2 separate regions of the Hordeum vulgare genome follow, and region 1 is linked to region 2. The links are chromatin contacts, called in public Hi-C maps. All regions are on one chromosome and are shown on one strand. Each heading gives the region's core, a stretch centred on a gene start, on an enhancer-like site or on the middle of the called end of the contact. The rest is flanking DNA. Distances are from core to core; before and after follow the strand shown.

What was found. Hi-C and Micro-C count contacts between places; a contact is called where the count stands out from the background.
Region 1: a contact with region 2 is called in a Hi-C map of leaf, with 4 times the contacts expected there. The contact joins the promoter of LOC123426922 here to the promoter of LOC123426921 in region 2. A contact is called at or near these places in 3 of 6 Hi-C or Micro-C datasets (leaf and seedling).

The regions. Positions count from the first base shown.
Region 1 is chr2H:512,326,559-512,333,423 of MorexV3_pseudomolecules_assembly, reverse strand. It overlaps LOC123426922 (MADS-box transcription factor 27-like), which reads right to left and starts at 1,437. Exons shown (of 7, transcript XM_045110832.1): 1 at 1,051-1,437; 2 at 294-372. The coding sequence starts at 1,232.
Region 2 is chr2H:512,099,803-512,106,608 of MorexV3_pseudomolecules_assembly, reverse strand. It overlaps LOC123426921 (30S ribosomal protein 3, chloroplastic), which reads right to left and starts at 4,317. Exons shown (of 2, transcript XM_045110831.1): 1 at 3,992-4,317; 2 at 2,710-3,161. The coding sequence starts at 4,255. The coding sequence ends at 2,880.

The sequences.
Region 1 (6,865 bases), core at 188-2,687, 230 kb before region 2:
ACTGTAGCAACAGTTGCTCTCTTGTTCTTGTATATGTAGTTTATGGATGCTAGAAAGACAATTTACCTTGTTGTCTGTTTCTTATCTAACTTGTTTCCTGAGGCTGTTTAAAAACTTTTACTCAACTAGTGTGACAGACGCGCTGGGGGTGGGGTAGGGGTGTGCTGCTGGTGGTGGTATTGTAGTAAAGAGGTGAAACTATTAAAAACCAATATAACTAATGAGCCAGCTGTAGGAAACAGCAGCAGTTTCACCCGACGAAAAATTGTTTATCTAAGGTCTACAAGGCTTACCTTAAGCTCCGAGTTGGGGTTTGCAACAAGTTGCTGCTCCTCCTTCGCTCGGCCATATCGATCTATCACTGACTTCATACTGCAAGAATTTGATCGAACAACACACCAATAAGAACAGATTCTTATGTAATTTACAAACAATTACTGTACTCATGTGAAGTCGTCTGAGGTGAACATGGTTCCCACTTCCCACATAGTACCAGAAAACCCTAGATCTATATTACTCCCTCTGTAAAGATATATAAGATTGTTTAGTTCACTATATTAGTGATCTAAACGATCTTATATTTCTTTACAGAGGGAGTACTTCATTTTGACAAGGAGATATGTATTTTCTTCATTCCAGTGTGTAGTTAGGATCAAGCTAAGAAATGCATGGAGAACAGTAAATAGTTAGAGGGCCGGAGTACATAAGAGGCTAGATAGAAGGTAAATAGAATAAACAAAAGATGTGCAATTTTTTAAGCTGATTCTAAAAGGAAACAATTTGTCATACTACTATACTAGTATTCTTCTTACTCATGGCCGCTGTATGCATGTGTTACAGGCAGCTGTACTCTTGATGGTTGGTGGCCTTTGCAGATAAACACAAATATATTTTCGAAAAGTTCTCTCAAAAATTTAAACAAGCTTTCAAAGGTGAAATCACAGGCATCAGAAGCTAATCAACAAAACAAGCATGTAGTTTTCATGATCAAAGTAGCTTGTTTTTTCTGAGAAAATGGGAAATCAAACAGAAGCAATGGAATCCATTGACCTGGAGCTGGCGTACTCATAGAGGCGGCCGGTGCTGGAGAAGATGACGAGACCGACCTCGGCATCGCAGAGAATACCCAGCTCCTTGGCCTTCTTGAAGATCCCATTCCTCCGCTTCGAGAACGTCACCTGCCGGCTCGTGGAGTTGTCGATCCGCCGGATCACTATCTTGCCCCGCCCCATCTTCAAATACCTCCCACACGCGGAGAGCGAGCTACCCCGGTGCAGAGATAAGCTGGGTGGATCTAGCTGCCGGAGCTCTGGAAGGAGAAAGTTCCCAGGTTTCCCAGATAGGCTGATTGGAGGGGAGAGAGAGGAAGAGGAAGGGGAGAGGAGTCTTCTGCTGGTGGCTCTGCAACTTGTCTTTCCTTTAGTTGCCCAACTTCCTTAAATTAGCAAGCAAATGGAAGGGGAAAGATACCCCCCGATTGGCTAGGATCATAAGATAGGTTAGTTTATTGTAAATGCTAAACAAGTGATGATAATTATGGGGGCATGGGCCATCTTGGAAAGGATGCCCCAAATTGGTTGCACGCAAGAAAGGTAAAGTAAGGCATTGTACAGTAGTAGATATAAATTTTTATTTAAATACCTTGGATGTCATTTAGGGACAAGTCAAGATATGAGGCTGTCTTTAAAAAGATGCAACCTTGATTTCTTTAGTGGGATGGAGAAAAGCAAACGAAGAGAAAGTGCGGCTATATGTTTTTTTGCAGGTTATTTATACTCCCCCGTCTTAAAATAACTGTCTTAACTTTGTACTAGCTCTAGTACAAAGTTATATTAAGCTTAAGATATTTATATCGAGACGGATGGAATATGAGATCGTGTACATGACATACATACAATATATTTGATTTTGTATCTTGTACAGAGCAAATAGTAGTGATGGATATATGACAAATTGTGCTTGGCTTTCAAACCCCCATGGAGCACGGTTTTTGAAGAACTCAAAAAATCCGAGAACCGGGCACTAGAGCCCAGCGGCTGAGTAGTGTCACATCCGGGCTGTCCATGTTTTAAATCTCGTCGGGAACGAATTTATGGCACCTCATTCGGATGTGGGTTCTATTTTAATATATAAGCCACGGGATCCATGGTCCTCGTGTTTTTCTAAATCTTAAAAAATGAGTTTAGGCTTAAAAATTATTCTAAAAAAACACATACCTATGGATGTATACTGCTTGCTTGTTTGTATAGTTTCATGGTGAAATACATTTTCATGCAAACTACACAAACAGAAAAACTCACATGTTTCTAGCACATGCGCTATACACTATAAAAGACCATGCACACAAGACATTTAAGGGATTCAAACAACATGTAGAAAGTTATGGCTACACATTATATGTAAATGAATATATAACACAAGGGATCATTATATTATATGAATGATAGAGAGTATTTCTGGTCTACCAAGTATTGCTTAAAAGTTAACTATGGTCCTTTAAGCCAACTAATTTGAAAGAAATGCACATAAAGATTACATTTTGAAACTAATAAAGCAATAGTGTAAAAACTAATTTTAGAAAAGAAATTTATATACAACTATTGTATGAATACGACAAAAAGGTAAACATAAGAGAAATGAAAACAAATTCGTAATTTTACTGGTGAATTTGTATTTCTACCCTATTTTAATTTTTAATTTTTTATATTTACACATTTTTTTATCATTTTGTTTGTACATTTGTGCTGACTAAACTGCCACGAGGGGTGTAAAAAAAACTGCCACAAGTGCAGAACGACAGTTACATCGACTAGACCTTTATCTAGTGAATTTTCAAGCTTTAATAGAGAAAATTCAAACAATTGCCTTGCGTCATATTCCCATTTGGCAACCCCTCCATCCCACCTATATAAGATAAACGTTCGACCCAAAAATTCAAAGGGGGTAACCAGCTGTCTAACGTCTCAAATAGGCTTTTACCTTACTTTATATATAAATCATCGAACCGAAATACACGACCGAACAATACAATAGAGCACTTGTTTAGCCGTACCAGTCGTCAGATTGCCTTGTGATCCGCAAAGTGTCTGGATCCCGAGGGCACACCTAATTTTAAGTTTTACTTTCTGAAGCGTGATATTTTGGCGGTTTTGGAACTTAGTATTTTATCGGCCGTTCATACTAAATTTAAGATGTTCAAACTTAACAGAAATTTAAAAGTTCATCAAAACACATTCAAAATTGATCTTTTTGAAAGCCGTCATCATAAACACATGAATATGAAAGCAAAAATTAATTTGGTCTTTTGGTTCAAAAGATGTGAAAGATTAAAATCAAAAGCCAAAAGAAAAAAGGGCCGCGGGGCACCGCACTGGCGTGCTACACATCTCCTTCCCTTCCAGTTCGATGCAGGAAAAAAAAACAACCTAAGAAAGACGTAGACGATTACGTACTCTCACGGTCACCTACCTCGGCATTACCTAAGCGCCGCCTTAATCAATGTGATAGCTTAGGTTGCACAATTGTGGCTACTAGTAGTACGAAAATTGTTTCTCGTAATTAAACTTATCGCGCTGATCGCGTGGATCTAATATAATGCGGTTGCCGTACCAGCCACATGGGGACCTGGCTTTTTATAACTCCGGCCGGTCGCCGTCGCTGTATAAGAAAGGCAACGTCCTTCCTAGTTTATACTAAATCGAACAAAACGACGCGGGGCCATCGACGGGAATAGCCATGCCGTTCCAAGTCAAGACTCTGCTGCTCTGCCGTAAGCTAACTAGCTAGCTAGCTGGCTAATTAAGCAACCTCATGTGACCATGATTTGATTGATTCTCATCTCTGATGCAAACCGTACTAGTACTCCTCCGTCCCAAAATAACTATCTCAACTTTATACTAACTCTAGTACAAAGTTGTACTAAGTTGAAGACACTTATTTTGGGACGGAGGGAGTAATACTTACGAAATATGAAATTCGATCATACATGTATATATATAGAGGAGCGCATATATAGATCTGCAGACTGTACATACTTCCTCCATTTGTAAATACTTTAAATATTAGGCTTGACTAAAAATATTTCCGCCTCCCATAGTAATACAATAATTATTGGTAATTCTTTTAATAAATAAATAAAAAGTCAAAAAATATTTTGAAATAACCTTGACCTCTCATTATATTGTAAAAAGAGTTTCACAAAAAGAAAAAGAAAACTACATCGCCTTCTTTTCAAAAATAATAATTTTTTGTCCCAAATAGTGTGAATAGTGACCCTATAATGGCAAATAACTTTTGTTCTTTTTGCCCAAAGTCAACACTAGTGCTTTTTCATGAAAAATTATATACTAGTGCAAATGAAAACAACCACTCGTTCCTAAACGTCGTTCAACGATGAACAGAGGGGCTCCAGGTTGATGGCTATGATACTCCCAAACGTATCTATACTTTTTATTGTTTCATACTATTACATCACATTTAAATATTTTTGCAGCAATTTATATTATTTTTATAGACTAACCTATTAATTCAGTATCTAAAGCGAGTTGTTGTTTTCTGCATATTTTTGGTTTTACAGAAAATTGATTTCTTCGGACCTCTAAATACCGTGGGGATTTTTGATGTTTTTTTTGAACGAAGAAGGAACGAGAGGGCAACGAAGGGGTGAGTGGGTAACTTACACGCCCCACGCATACAGGGGCATGGTGGGCCCGTTTGGCGCCCCTCCACACGGCCTTTTGCTCATTTATTGCCTATGAATCTCACAATTCCTAAAACCAATATACCATTTTCCATATTTTTTCCTCCACCGCAAGCTCTTGTTCCGTGAAGATCCAATCTAAAGGCCTTTTATGTCATGCTGCCGGAGGGGGAATCCATCACCGGAGCCATCTTCATCAACCCTTTTGCTACCATGACCATGCGCGAGTAGCCTCCTTAGGATCTTGGATCCATAGCCGTAGCTAGATGGCATCCTCTCTCCCTTGTGATTCAATACAAAGTTTTCGTGGGTTGCCTCAAATGATCGGGATCCGTATGATATATAGAGGAGCACATATATAGATCTGCAGACTGTACATACTTTCTCCATTTGTAAATAACTTAAATATTAGGCTTGACTAAAAAAAATACCAACAATTATTGTATTACTATGGGAGGCGGAAATTTGGTATAATAGACATGTCCCGTTTGTTGCGGCGGAAACCTTGTTAAAAATATATGGATAAGTGGTAGAAGATTAAAATTAATTGAAAAACAAATATAAAACCTTCTTACATGACTTAATTGTCCGGGAAAAAAATAATGCATGAGGTGGTATATTTTGCATGAAAAGATTAATGAAGAAAGTAACTTATGACTCCATGCATGACCTCATGATATGACATTATTGCATAGAGAAAAAAATAGCTAGTGGGTTGTAACTATTTAAGAATAGAGGATGGGTATACCAAATGTCCGTTTCCCATAGTAATACAATATTTGTTGGTAATTATTTTAGTAAGTAAATAAAAATTCAAAAAAATTGAAAAATAATTTTGAAATAACCTTGACCTTTCATTATATTCTAAAAAGAGTTCCATAAAAAGAAAAAGAAAACCACATTGCCTTCTTTTCAAAAATAATAATTTTTTGTCCCAAATTGTGTGAATAGTGACCCTATAATAGCAAATAACTTATGTTCTTTTTGCCGAAAGTCAACATTGGTGTTTTTTCATGAAAAATTATATACTAGTGCAAAATGAAAACAATCACTCGTTCCTAGACGTCGTTTGACAACGAACAAAGGGGCTCCAGGTTGATGCCTATGATACGTCTCAAATGTATCTATATTTTTTATTGTTTCATACTATTATATCACTTTTAAATATTTTTGCAGTAGTTTATATTATTTTTATAGACTAACCTATTAATGTAGCATCCAAAGCGAGTTATTGTTTTATGCATGTTTTTGGTTTTACAGAAAATTAATTTCTTCGAACCTCTAAATACCGTGGGGATTTTTGATGATGTTTCTCGAACGAAGAAGGAACGAGAGGGCAACGGAGGGGCAAGTGAGTAACTTACATGCCCCACGCATCCAGGGGCATGGTGGGCCTGTTTGGCGCCCCTCCACACTGCCTTTTGCTCATTTATTGCATATGAATACAATTCCGAAAACCACTATACCAATTTTTCATATTTTTTCAGCCACCACAAGCTCTTGTTCCGCGAAAATCCAATCTGAAGGCTTGTTACGTCATGCTGCTGGAGGGGGAATCCATCACCGGAGCCATCTTCATCAACCCTGTTGCCACCATGACCATGCGCGAGTAGCTCCCTTAGGATCTTGGATCAATAGACGTAGCTAGATGGCATCCTCTCTCCCTTGTGATTCAATACAAAGTTTTCGTGAGTTGCCTCAAATTATCGGGATCCATATGATATAATCAGTATCATATTTGTTGGGATATGATGATTTGTCATTTTACGATCAAATTATTCATGAATTATATTGAATGTCTTATGGTTTCTTTGTAGCACAATTAACTAGTCATATATGCTTTTCAGTTTGTGCATTGTTCTCTAGCCAAGTTTGATGCGTGGATCTTCAAAGGAAGTTGTGTATGGTGGTGGATTCAATCTTGTAGTGATTTATATTCCAGTGATAAAAAATGACAATAGACATATCGTATTATTTCTAAAGGATAAAATGACGATTTCTTTACATAGTTTTCTTGTCTATATTATGTCATCATGCTTGTTATAATGCCATGTTTGTAATGAACTTAATATCTTGAGATGCATATGATGGATAACCGTCTTTTGATGGAGTATTAGTTGTAGATGCAGTTGGATTAACGGTCTACATATCAGATACACAATGTCT
Region 2 (6,806 bases), core at 3,068-5,567:
GGAAGTGAGAAGTTGAGAAGCTTATTACCTTTGGGTACTTGGTACCCCTAGAAGCTTGGTGGTGTCTCGAAGCTCAATCATTGTGGTGTAAAGCTCCGGGCAAGCGTCGGGGTCTCCAATTAAGTTGTGGAGATTGCCCCGAGCATTCGTGGTCACCTCGAAGCCATATGCCATTGTGGCGAAGCTTCGTGGTGTTGTTGGGAGCCTCCAATTAAGTTGTGGAGATTGCCCCAACCTTGTTTGTACGGGTTCGGTGACCGCCCTCAAGGGTTCCTTAGTGGAATCACGACATCTTGCATTGTGCGAGGGCGTGAGGAGATTACGGTGGCCTTAGTGGCATCTTGGGGAGCATTGTGCCTCCACACCACTCCAACGGAGATTAGCATCCGCAAGGGTGTGAACTTCGGGATACATCATTGTCTCTGCATGCCTCGGTTATCTCTTAACCGAACCCTTTACTTATGCACTTTACTTTGTGATAGCCATATTGTTTATTGTCATATATCTTGCTATCACTTAGTTGTTTATCTTGCTTAGCATAAGTTGTTGGTGCACATAGGTTAGCCTAGTTGTTGTAGTTTTTGTGCTTGACAAATTAAACGTTAGTTTTATTCCGCATTTGTTCAAGCCTAAACCGTAATTATTTTAAAACGCCTATTCCCCCCCCCCCCTCTAGGCGACATCCACGTCCTTTCACACAGGAAAGGGAGGGAGGGAGAGAGTAGGTGAAATCATTAATGATGAGTTTATTGCTATTATTTGCAAAGGTCACATCTTCTCTGTTGGCGACGGCGACAAGTGACGCACTGCATATATGACACTTGTCATAGCGTGAGTCTTCTTTTATAGATATGTTTTTTCAAAATATTTTATCTCTTAAACCATGTGTTGAAGTTATAAAACCATTTTCGCAGTTATGTTTCTCTCATCGAGATTTTTAATACTAGATCTCATGTTAATATGTTTGAATAGACTTTTTCCTCAAGACAAAACTGCAAAACCTAAAACAAAAAAAACAAAAGCTCATTTTGTGATTTTTAACTCTTCGGGAAGCAACTGCTTTTTCATAGTTGTGTTTCACCGTGAATCACAACTATGTTTTTCATTTTTCGAGAAGCACACATATGCTTCACCGTGAAGCACAACTGTGATTTTCACACAGCATGCTTCATGCAGAAAAATATATATTTTTTCTAAAAAACCTAGGAAAATAGAAGAAAATTGAAAAAAAAACATATGCTCTCGTGGATGCGCCCAGCGCGCAACACATGACGGCAGCCCGGCATACCACTTGATAGCCGCATGTACACAGAAGCCCAGCGGCCCAAGTCATTTGGATGTGTGTGCGCGCGCGTAGTGTAGCTCGCGCTCGAACTCGCACCAAGCCCACCTCCTGCGGGGTACCGCGGAGGCCTTCCCAGGATTTCAGCTCTGGCCGGTCACCGAGGATTTTTTTTCACGATTTTAACCCGTGGGATGAAAGTATTTCACGGAATGAACTCTGATTGAAACTATTTCACGATCTGACCTTTTTTGAAACGCCAGAGCCCGTGGCATTGCAGACGCACATAGAAACGTCAGTCTAATATGGCGTTGCAGACGCACATAGAAACGCCAGTCTAATGTGGCGTTGCAGACCACGAGTAAAACGTCATGGTCCATGGCGTTTCAGCAGTACACATGTTGCTGACAGCATGCCGTGGGCTGGCTGGATGTCGTCGCTGCGTTCCATAGTGGGTCTGCAACGCCAGCACTGTTGGCGTTTCACAATCGGCTTGCAACGTCACATTAGACTGGCGTTGCAAGAAAGAAAAAACGTCACGGTAGACAGGCGTGTCACTGTAGGACAGCAACGCCAGCACTGTTGGCGTTTCACCGTGGGTCTGCAACGCCACTGTAGACTGGCATTGCAGAAAAGAAAAAATGCCACAGTTGACAGGCGTATCTATGTAGGGCAGCAATGCCACGGTAGACAGGCGTTGCATAGTGAGGCAGCAACGCCACGGCTTGTGGCGTTTCTAAGAGAGTCAGATCGTGAAATGGTTTTAAATCTGGTTCATTTTGTGCTTACGTTTAGAAAAAATGTTAAAACAGTGAAAAAATCCGGTCACCGACGCGCATGTGCGGGTCCACCGGGATAATCAACGGTGAAGTTTTTTTTTCTTTGAAGCTACCTCCGTCCAGGTTTACTAGTCTTTTCTTTTCATTTTGGGTCAAACGTTGACCTTTGCTTTATTAAGCACCAAAAAGTAGGCTATAAACCGCAAAAGAAGTAACAACGAAAACCTGTTTCCAATATAAATTCAACAATATAAGTCTCGTGACATATAACTTATACTTCGGTAGTTTAATCTACGACCAAATTTGGGGACAAAATACGAAGACCAATAGACAAGGACGGAGTAGTACCAATGGCGAAGCCGGACGCTGGAAATCCCATTCTTTTTTCTAGCTAAGGTTTGTCAGGGGTGTTGACTCTTGACTGCTGAAATTGCATGGTAGCCGAGGATCAAGCTAGCCGGCAGAATATTGGTCATATGTCCATCCAGTGGTATTCCGATGCAGGTAGTGTCTTAAGCGTAGTATAATTTTATACTAGAGCTAATATAAAGTTAAGACAGTTATTTTAGGACGAAGGGAGTAGAACCATTCACGGTCGATCATCTTAAACACCGTCCTTGCCAATAACCGAACCCAAACACACCACCCTTGCAAGGATTAATCAAAATTCATTCTCCACAAACAGAATCATATGAGAAGAGATTGAATCGATCTACAGGATCATGTACCATGTGGCGTTGTGGCTTTAACATTAATTAACAACAAAGCAAGAAGAAAGACACTAAACAGGTTGTGAGGTTGGGAGAAGATAGAGCCCCTCATGTCGACAAGCTGCCGCCGCCTTGCTGCCAGAGGTTGATGATGTCCGTGGCCTGGTTGAGAAGGATGATCATCTGCTTCTGCGAGATCCACTCTTTCTCCTCGAGTTTCGCTCTCAGTTCCTCCCATGCATCTTTCCGCGGCCAGAAGTAGTAGGGGCTTAAGGGGATGCTACCAACACCCGGAACCATCTGGTCAAGCGCTATGCCAATGTTCTTCTCCATCCATATGAACTTCAGTACCAGCATCGGGTCCTGCTTTTCAGGCACCTCCACCTTGTACTGCCATGCACAAGTTTCAAATTATCTCAAATTTCATTCTGGCATTACAATTTTTGTCTGGCATGTGAATCCAGTTATGCTGTTTTAGCACAGCGCAAAATTAAAATGATTTACAATCAAAACCATTGTCACACTGTCGACTTTCTGATGTCGGACACTACCTCCACAAGCTTGTGCCGTACTGTAACGTGGTTATGATTTTCAGGATTTCAGTTTCAGTGGACTTTGGGACTATTCTCGTATGCTATTCGTTTAAAAAGTACTCCCTCTGTAAAGAAATATATGAGCATTTAGATCACACGAAGCGAAATGAATGAACCTATACTCTAAAATATGTCTATATACATTCGTTAGTCTATAGTGTAATCTTTAAAAGGTCTTATACTCCATCCGTTCCTAAATATAAGTCTTTGTAGAGATTTCACTGGTGGACAACATACGGATGTATATAGACATATTTTAGAGTATAGATTCAATCATTTTGCTCCGTATGTAGACCCTTAGTGAAATCGTTTAAAAGACTTATATTTATGAACGAAGGGAGTATTTAGGAACGGAGGGAGTATGCACTAAAGACGTATAGAAGTTCAAAACCATTCTTCTCCAATTTTATTTTGTGACATCATCGGACTCAATTTGTCTGTGGAAATGGACGGCCTAATAAATTTCAGTGAACAGGAGGACGGTACATTTGCAAACGGAATCTAACTGAACTCCTTCTATGTGCAAAAACAATGTACCAACTTCCACGGGCTGAGCTACATTCCAATGATTTATCGCACGGGCAGAAGATGACCCAAGTTCAGCAGAGCAGTTGAAAAGGCCATTACCTCCTCGCTTTCGACCACGGCTTCCGCGTCTCCTTCTCCGCCAAGTGGCTCGTCGTCCCCCAAACCGAAGTATGGCTCCCCCGCTTCGACGGCGGCGGCGGCGGCGGCGGCGGTGAGGCTGCGGAGCGAGCGAAGGGGTGGCCTCCTGCTCTTGAGGTGGACGAGGCTGGAAGAGGAGGAGGGTGTGGAAGGTCTGGGCAGGGAGACGCGGGGCCGCGACGCGAGGGCCGGCGTAGTAGCGGGGTGGACGGACATCGGGAGCATGGTGTAGTTCCGGATAAGAGAGGAGGAAGACGATGATGCCACACCTCTTCCTGTCTCCGCCTTTTCAGCTCTCGCTCGGCGAGTGATAGAACCCCGGCTGAGATGGTTTATGGGCTGGCCCGTGTAAGGCCCATAACAGTAGGTTGCCTTTTCGAAAGAGTACCAGGCCGCCATGGTATATCGTGATTAGAGGTAATACTATGTTTTTTCTTTTCTTTCTGCATTGCAAACTCCAGCTCTCAGAATCACTAATTAAGGAATACTTTTTTTTAAAAGGTCACTCCCAACTTCTCAGATTATGAAAAGTGGAAAATTGTATGTGTGTCACTTGTCACAACCTGGGAGTATTTACTTTTTTCGTAGATCCGTATTTTTAAAATATTTTATCGCTTTAACTGTGCATTCAAATCTTGAAGCATTTTCACGGTTGGATTTCTTGCGTCGAGATCTTCAAAATTAAATACCGTGTTAACAGATATTGATAAAAAAAATTACACAAAAAAATGGACTAAAAAATCATGCCTACCACAGAAGAAAAAAAACATGTTTTCTTTGTTTCCAAGAGACACGGTCGTGCGTCTCACGGAAGCGAAAAAACGTCCTCTCATAAAAAAAAACAGAAAATGCGTTTTTTCGTTTTCGAGAGGTACGACCGTGCCTTTCGAAAAACAAAATTGTGCCTCTCGCGAAAGAAAAAAATTGAAAACATGTTTTTTCCCGTTTCTGAGTGACACGATCGTGCCTCTCCTGAAAGCAAAACCGTGCCTCTAGCGGAAGCAAAACCGTTCCTCTTGCGAAAGAAAAACAAAGCAAAAAACATGGATTTTTTTCATCTCTGAGAGGCATGGTCGTGCCTCTCGCAAAATCAAATATGTGTCTTTCATGGAAGAAAAAACATGCTTGCTTTTTTCACGAAAAAAGTTGAATTTTTTTTCGTCCAAAAGCTAAGAAATACCGGTGGAAAAACCAGAACATCGAAAACGAAAAAAATCGACTAAAAAGTCAAAAACGCGTGCAAAAAAATAAAAAAAAATCTAAAGAAACGCTCAGGACGTGACACGTGACGGCGGTTGAGAACATGTCAAGTGACATCACGTGAGAGTGATCGTTCAAAGGCTTTGAAAAGAACCCTCGTCAACTAGTTGCTTCTTCCAACTCTTCAAAAAAGGAGACCTCCTTCCTATTAATACATATGTAAAATGTAAAATGGATACCATTTAAGCCCGCATATGGTCTAACAGTTTAATGAAGTTTTTTCCCCGATCAAAATGAACCCACGTTAGGAAAACTAACTAAGCGGGACTTACGAAAGCCGTTTATGTTAAGAACAGTAAAACTGCACCTAATTCCTGCCCTCTCAATAATTAGACGTTTCTGGCCGTGGATTTCGTTAACAAGGCATTTTTCACCGTTGGATCTTCGCTAAGCTGTACGTTAATGCCGAAGTGGGCTCAATGTCGCAAGGCAGCTGCTCCCGTAGGTTTTTCTGAGCCCTCTCGTTAATTGGGTTGCATCGGGCCCATTACCCCGCTCATGCCCAAAGCAACGAAGAACAGTAAAACAGCACCTAATTCCTGTCCTCTCAATAATTAGACGTTTCTGGCCGTGGATTTCGTTAACTGGGCATTTTTCACCGTTGGATCTTCGCTAAGTTGTGCGTTAATGCCGAAGTGGGCTCAATGTCGCAAGGCAGCGGCTCCCGTAGCTTTTTTCTGAGCCATCTGGTTAATTGGGTTGCATCGGGCCCATTATCCCCGCTCATGCCCAAAGCAACGAAGAAACCTTTGCGTCTCGTGAAAAAAATCGCTCCAGAGAGGAGGTGCAACCGATACAGACACGATGCACACGGCACACGAGGCGCCAGTGGATCCAGGCTATGCGCGATGTGCGCGAGGTTATCCAGTACCAGATCCAGTGGCAGCCGCTCAAGGGTATCTAGCCCGGGATGCGCTTGGGGCGGTTCATTCACCCGGTGGACGCGGGACGCGGGCGACAACGGAGATGGTTGTCCGTGGCTAGACGGAGCTGGCCGTGCCTCGCGGCTAAGATCGAGGACGGAGACGGATGGAGGTTGTGGCGGCTGAGAAAATTGGTTATTTGCCATTTTCAATACCTGGCTTCGCAAAATTGCCACTTTCAACGTTGGCTTTGCAAAATTGCCACTCTGCTCTTTGGCTTCTTGATTACCATACCACTTCTCTCTTTTTAGTGATTTCCTTTTTCTTTTTTACATTTATAAGCATAGGAAAAGACCAAACTACCCCTAATTGTACATACATCTGACTGGGAGACCACCGCCCCGCCCATCCCGCTCGACCACCGCCCCGCCCGAGAGACCACCGCCCCGCCCACCCGCCCGACCACCGTCGTTGACGCTCGCCCCGCCCGACCAACCGTCCCGCCCGTCCACCGCCCCGCTCCACCACCGTCGTTGAGCTCGCCCTGCCCGACCACCGCTGTCGCCGCCTGCCAGTGTGCCCGCGCGGCGCTTGCGTCGCTCGTCCCGGTCGCCTGAAGGAGACAGTAGGGGCAGGAAGGAGAGTCCCAGGAG